Linked DNA regions of Mus musculus: region 2 is linked to region 1. A link is a contact called in public promoter capture Hi-C data. All regions are on one chromosome and are shown on one strand. Each heading gives the region's core, a stretch centred on a gene start, on an enhancer-like site or on the middle of the called end of the contact. The rest is flanking DNA. Distances are from core to core; before and after follow the strand shown. Region 1 holds the start of Cyp7b1 (cytochrome P450, family 7, subfamily b, polypeptide 1). Region 2 holds the start of Dnajc5b (DnaJ heat shock protein family (Hsp40) member C5 beta).

Evidence for each region. Promoter capture Hi-C pulls out the DNA fragments that hold promoters and counts their contacts.
Region 2: a promoter capture Hi-C map of liver shows a contact between it and region 1, with 4 times the contacts expected there. The contact joins the promoter of Dnajc5b here to the promoter of Cyp7b1 in region 1. A contact is called at or near these places in 1 of 39 promoter capture datasets (liver) and 1 of 115 datasets of contacts at active chromatin or transcription factors (embryonic stem cells).

The regions. Positions count from the first base shown.
Region 1 is chr3:18,242,032-18,244,933 of GRCm38.p6, forward strand. It overlaps Cyp7b1 (cytochrome P450, family 7, subfamily b, polypeptide 1), which reads right to left and starts at 1,307. Exons shown (of 6, transcript NM_007825.4): 1 at 1,057-1,307. The coding sequence starts at 1,172.
Region 2 is chr3:19,507,229-19,510,234 of GRCm38.p6, forward strand. Dnajc5b (DnaJ heat shock protein family (Hsp40) member C5 beta) reads left to right here and starts at 1,367. Exons shown (of 5, transcript NM_025489.3): 1 at 1,367-1,478.

The DNA of each region.
Region 1 (2,902 bases), core at 57-2,556:
ATTCCTGCCCTGCATGTAAATGGAGACTGAAACAAATCACCTTCCTGTCTGCAAATCTGGAAGTGCAACTTAACTGGCATGGGGAGAAGCTGGAGCCTGTGTAGAATCACATGAGCTGAAGTTAAAGATCCAATCCCCTCCTGTGCTGAAGACTGCAGAAGAGGGACAGGAAAGCTCTGGAAAGTTCTCTCAAAGCTCAATGTGAGAAAGTGGAAATGCTATTATCTTGAGTATTTTTCAGTTGACATTTCAGAAGTGTGCAGATATGTGTGTGCAGTACAATTGTGTCATTGTCCCTAAAACCAGAGAAGTTATGACGCTCACTGATCCAAGTAAATACTGACAGATATTTAAATTGTAATTACTATTTTCCGCAAATCAATCTGCTTGGTTTACAAAAAACATGAAAACAGTGTAGGAAAAAAATAAGACACTGGTGGGAAAAGAAAATAAATTTGAAGTGAACAATTTTAGTTGTATTTCTCTACATCCATATTTCAAGCAGGATACTTAAGCCCTTCTGAGTTTTGCTGTTGTTACTGTTGTCCTGAGAAAAATAACAGGGCGAAGACATAACTATTATCACCTTTGCTCCTCACGAAAACTTGTGATAGCAAATACTGTTGTTTCTATTTTTTCCTAGTAAGGAAAATCAGGTAAACTGAGGCACAGAGCAGCACCTATATCCTGCACCTGCATTTTCTTAAAACATTTCTCTTTGAGCTAAATGAAATTCAAGAAAATTTTCTTCCTGAAATAGAGGGAACTCTGAGCTGCAACATATCCATGGGCCCACGAAAAGGCCATACTTGATGCTTAATGCAAACCTGAATAGCTACAGCCTGCGTGGTGCAACTCCATTCGGGCCTCTCAACTGTAGCCCGTGTGTGAGTGTGTGGAGGGTGAAAGAAGTCTTTATTAGGACATCCACTGGCTGCAGCAGATGCCAGTGTCCTGCAGCAAGGTTTTCCTGCACCCGCCATCCCTGCCGGACTCGGGTGTCCACGAGGTCGCGTGGCCGCGATCCCACGCATGCGTGGCCAGCCAGGCGCTTACCTGGTGCGCCGGGTAAGGAGGAACAGGGCCGAGAGCAGTAAGGTGGCGGCAAAGAGAAGGCCTAGGAGGGCGAGAGGCCCTGGCGAGGCGGCATCTAGGGTCGTGGCTCCCTGCATCCCGACGAGCTGGCGGCTCTGTAGGGAGCGATGGCTTCTGCACAGTGCCCTCTCTTCTAGACCAGAGGCTGTGGCCTGCCCGCTGCACAGAGCAGAATGTCACAGCGGCCCCCAAAGCTGAACTACAAAGTTAGTGGAGTCCCCTCCCCCCCGCCTCCCCCTGACCCAAGCGTTCCGCCTCGCACCGCCTCCCGCTCCGCTCCGCTCCGGTGACAGGAACCCTGCCAAGGAAGAGGGAAAGGATTAGGATTTCCCCAGATGGAGCCACAGAAGCCTGGGGGTTGGGGGGCGGGGGGGTGTTTTTGAGTCAGTCAGCAGTGAGCTCGCAGAAGAGACCCTGCCTGACTCCCTGCTCTCCCCACCCACTAGCCTTAGAAAGTGGCCCTGTGGCACAGGTCATCCTAAACAGCTGGCAGATACTGCAGTTTGTGCTCCCCATCACCTTCACCACCAGTGTCCACTGTGCTTAGATTGAGGTTGAGGGCATAATATATGCAAAGGTTCACACCAGAGGCAGAAGGCAGGGTCTTAACTGCCGACGCACAGCACAGAAAGAAGCCACAGGTAACACCAAGCTATGACACCAAGTCCACGTCCGTAGTGTACAGCACACTGTACAGGCAGAGAAGGAAGACATTCGAAAAGTATCTTCTCATGGGAGCTGCGGTAATGACTCAGCAGATACACCTGAAACATGAGGACAGGCGCCCTGCCTTAATAGAGAAAGTGAAAGTGGCTGAGGAAGAGAGAGACCTGATGCTAACTTCACAGGAGAGCCCCCATCCTACACACACCTTTTTTCCTGATTACCCATATTCAAGTTGTCTTGTAGACTTAGTTGATAAATATTTACGCATCTAATTAAATCCTACTCCAAAACCTCTATCTTATGCACTGGACAGGATACAGTTCCCACCCTCACCTATCCCCGAACAGTTACTGCTAACAACTTCAAATCTGGTCTCTGTGCCACTTACCATTTCACACAGATCTGTTTTTACCCTGTCTCAGTCTCAGAAAGAAAGTGATGAATACTCCATGTGCAATGAGAAGTGTTAACACCAAAGGCTTGCGGAAGAGACCACTGACCTGCATAAAATAAAGCAAGCTGTTTTTATTTGTTTTCATGGGCTCCTTCCTCCTAAGGTTGGGATCCAAGAGGTCAGCATTGGACATATGGAAGACAAGGTTTTTATACCCAGTGGTAGGGGGTTTCTGAATGGGAGTTACTGAGCAGAATATAACAAGATGGTCATAGCAAGATAGCTTTTGAAAGAAAGGCATGACTGCCATTTTCTGGAAGAAGCAGTGCAGAGCCATTTGTAGTTAAGGTTGCAGGTTACACATAGCCCAATTCTTAGGAAATAGACATTGAATCATAAAGAAATAAACTCAGCTGGTCTTTACTATAAGATGGCATTCTTAAGTGTAAGCCATGGATGATATGTGGTTTGTTGGATCTGTAAAAAAACAAAAAAACAAAAAAAAAAAAAATAAGGGCTGGTGAGATGGCTCAGTGGGTAAGAGCACCCGACTGCTCTTCAGAAGGTCCAGAGTTCAAATCCCAGCAACCACATGGTGGCTCACAACCACCCATAATGAGATCTGATGCCCTCTTCTGGTGCGTCTGAAGACAGCTACAGTGTACTTACATATAATAAATAAATAAATCTTTAAAAAAAGCATTTAAAAAATAAAATAAAATGTCTTCTTTTCAAAGACTATGAGAT
Region 2 (3,006 bases), core at 117-2,616, 1.3 Mb after region 1:
CTTAGTGAGGATTTTACTGCTGTGAACAGATACCATGATCAAGGTGTCTTTTATAAAGGACAACATTCAATTGGGGCTGGCTTACAGGTTCTGAGGTTCAGTCCAATATTATCATGGCAGGAAGCATGGCAGTGTCCAGGCAGGCATGGTGCTGGAGGAGCTGAGAGTTCTACATCTTGTTCAGAAAGGTAAACAGACCCCTCAACAGAGGAATGGATACAAAAAATGTGGTACATTTACACAATGGAGTGCTACTCAGCTATTAAAAAGAATGAATTTGTGAAATTCCTAGGCAAATGGATGGACCTGGAGGGCATCATCCTGAGTGAGGTAACCCAATCACAAAAGAACTCAAATGATATGTACTCACTGATAAGTGGATATTAGCCCAGAAACTTAGAATACCCAAGATATAAGTTACAATTTCCAAAACACATGAAACTCAAGAAGAACAAAGACCAAAGTGTGGACACTTTGCCCCTTCTTAGAATTGGGAACAGAACACCCATGGAAGGAGTTACAGAGACAAAGTTTGGAGTTGAGACAAAAGGATGGACCATCTAGAGACTGCCATATCCAGGGATCCACCCCATAATCAGCCTCCAAATGCTGACACCATTGCATACACTAGCAAGATTTTGCTGAAAGGACCCTGATATAGCTCTCTTGTGAGACTATGCCGGGGCCTAGCAAACACAGAAGTGGATGCTCACAGTCAGCTATTGGATGGATCACAGAGCCCCCATGGAGGAGCTAGAGAAAGTACCCAAGGAGCTAAAGGGATCTGCAACCCTATAGGTGGAACAACATAATGAACTAACCAGTACCCCGGAGCTCTTGACTCTAGCTGCATATGTATCAAAAGATAGCCTAGTAGGCCAACATTGGAAAGAGAGGCCCATTGGACTTGCAAACTTTATATGCCCCAGTACAGGGGAATGCCAGGGCCAAAAAGTGGGTGTGGGTGGGTAGAGGAGTGGGGGGGGGAGGGTATGGGGGACTTTTGGGATAGCATTGGAAATGTAAATGAGGAAAATACCTAATAAAAATTTTTTTAAAAAAAGATAAACAGAATACTGGCATCCCCAGGCAACTAGTAGGAAGCTCTCTCAAAGCCTACCCCCATAGTGACACACTTTCTTCAACAAGTCCACACCTCCTAATGGTGCCACTCCCTGGTCCAAGCATATTCCAACCACCACAGTCTTCAATGTTTCTTTCCGGAGATTTCAAAAGGTCCTGAGTGCTAAAGTAAATGAAAATTGAGAGACTGTTAGTGATGTGGGTGGGAAGATCTCAGCTGGGTAGTGGGGGTAGGGAAAATTCTAGTCTATGACATCACAATACCCAGCATAGACTAGAGCTTAGCATCTGAGAAGGAAAAGCAACGGAGGCTCAGTTATTGACAGAGCAGGGGAAGAACACTCGTGGAAGGACCCAGAAGGATCAGCCAGCCATGCCTCCAGTTCAGGTACAAGGTACATGACTTTTGCTAAGCTAATCACAGGACTCAATAGTGTCTAAAGGAAAAGAAGACACTTACACGGGTACCTATTTTTTTTAAGGGATGGTAGGAATCCAGAGGGGCTTCCAGCAGAAGTAAAGCTGGTATATCCAGGAGGCTATGAAGCCACAAAACACAGGCATTTATAAAGTTCTCAGATAACCACTGGCCCCTCCTCAACTTCTGGGAAAGTGCAAAAAGCACTGGTGTCTCCAGTGGTCAGTTCGTGGTTATTTTCTAAAGGGACTCACTCATTCTATGATATTCTTCTACACAGGAGTTTTGGTTTTTAGTGACTTCTCCCAGGATGACAGAGAAGAGTGAATATTTTAAATATTTAAGTGAAAGAATAATTTTAATAGAGATGGTTTTAAAAATACAACAAAAATTAATATAAGGAGGAGAAAGGTGTATTATGGGTTAACAATAGAGATTAACTTCAAAGTCTAGTTTTGAAATTCCAAGACTTCAGAGGCAAAAGGCCACCCCTAGGGACAGTGGAAGAGAGAGAGGCCTTGTGGTTGAGAAGTCAAGTTGCACAGTTCATCTGCTTTTACCCCTACTCCACTCCTCCCATGTCTAGGGACTCAGCAGTGAATCGTTGCTGGACGTGTGAACAGTTCTGTTTTCTTTACTTTGCTTTGGGGTTTTGGCTTCTAAAGTATTTGTTTCTTCCTGGAGGCCTAGAAAGACTCCAAGTGACAGCAAATAGCCGTTCTGTTTAGCAGCAGGCGGAGCTTAGGATTGGTGCCAGGCCCTGACTCATCTCTGTTTGGACTCCCTTGGGTCTTAACACAGAGCAACTCCACAGTCAGAGGCTAGGACTACTCAAACAGGCTTTTCTGATCATGGTCTGCAAGAGCCGTGTTAGGACACTGTGGAAGGAGCAGCCTGGGGCTCTGATTCGGATCAGTAACCTACAGGACACACCAGGCACAGTAGACAAGAAAGGGGATCAAATCCACCTGGGATACAGTTTTCACTCAGCTTCCAACAATCATGCATGTGTATCACAGCAGTAAGACCAGGGCCCCGACACTCTACGAAAGCAGCAGTAACCCATAGCATGTGAGACATTTGTTTGTTTGTTTGTTTTGTTTTGTTTTTTCGAGACAGGGTTTCTCTGTGTAGCCCTGGCTGTCCTGGAACTCACTTTGTAGACCAGGCTGGCCTCGAACTCAGAAATCCGCCTGCCTCTGCTGAGGGACCCAGAGCAAAGCAGAAGTGCCTGCTCACTGTATAGCACACATTCAACTTTCATCTGGAAGGTTGCTATGATTTTTCACAATTGAGTTATGGTCCAATTTCTTAAGACTCTGAAAACTAAACTTTCACTGATCAGTTTTTAGACTTCTTTCATTCTATAGACACCGAAAAGCCAGGCTTAGGCTTTATGTAAGCCAATAAACAGAAAACATAATTTCCTAACTCATCTGTATTTACATTTATTGACTGGAATATTCATGAACTTTGCCACGTGGCACAGGATTTTAGAGTTGTAG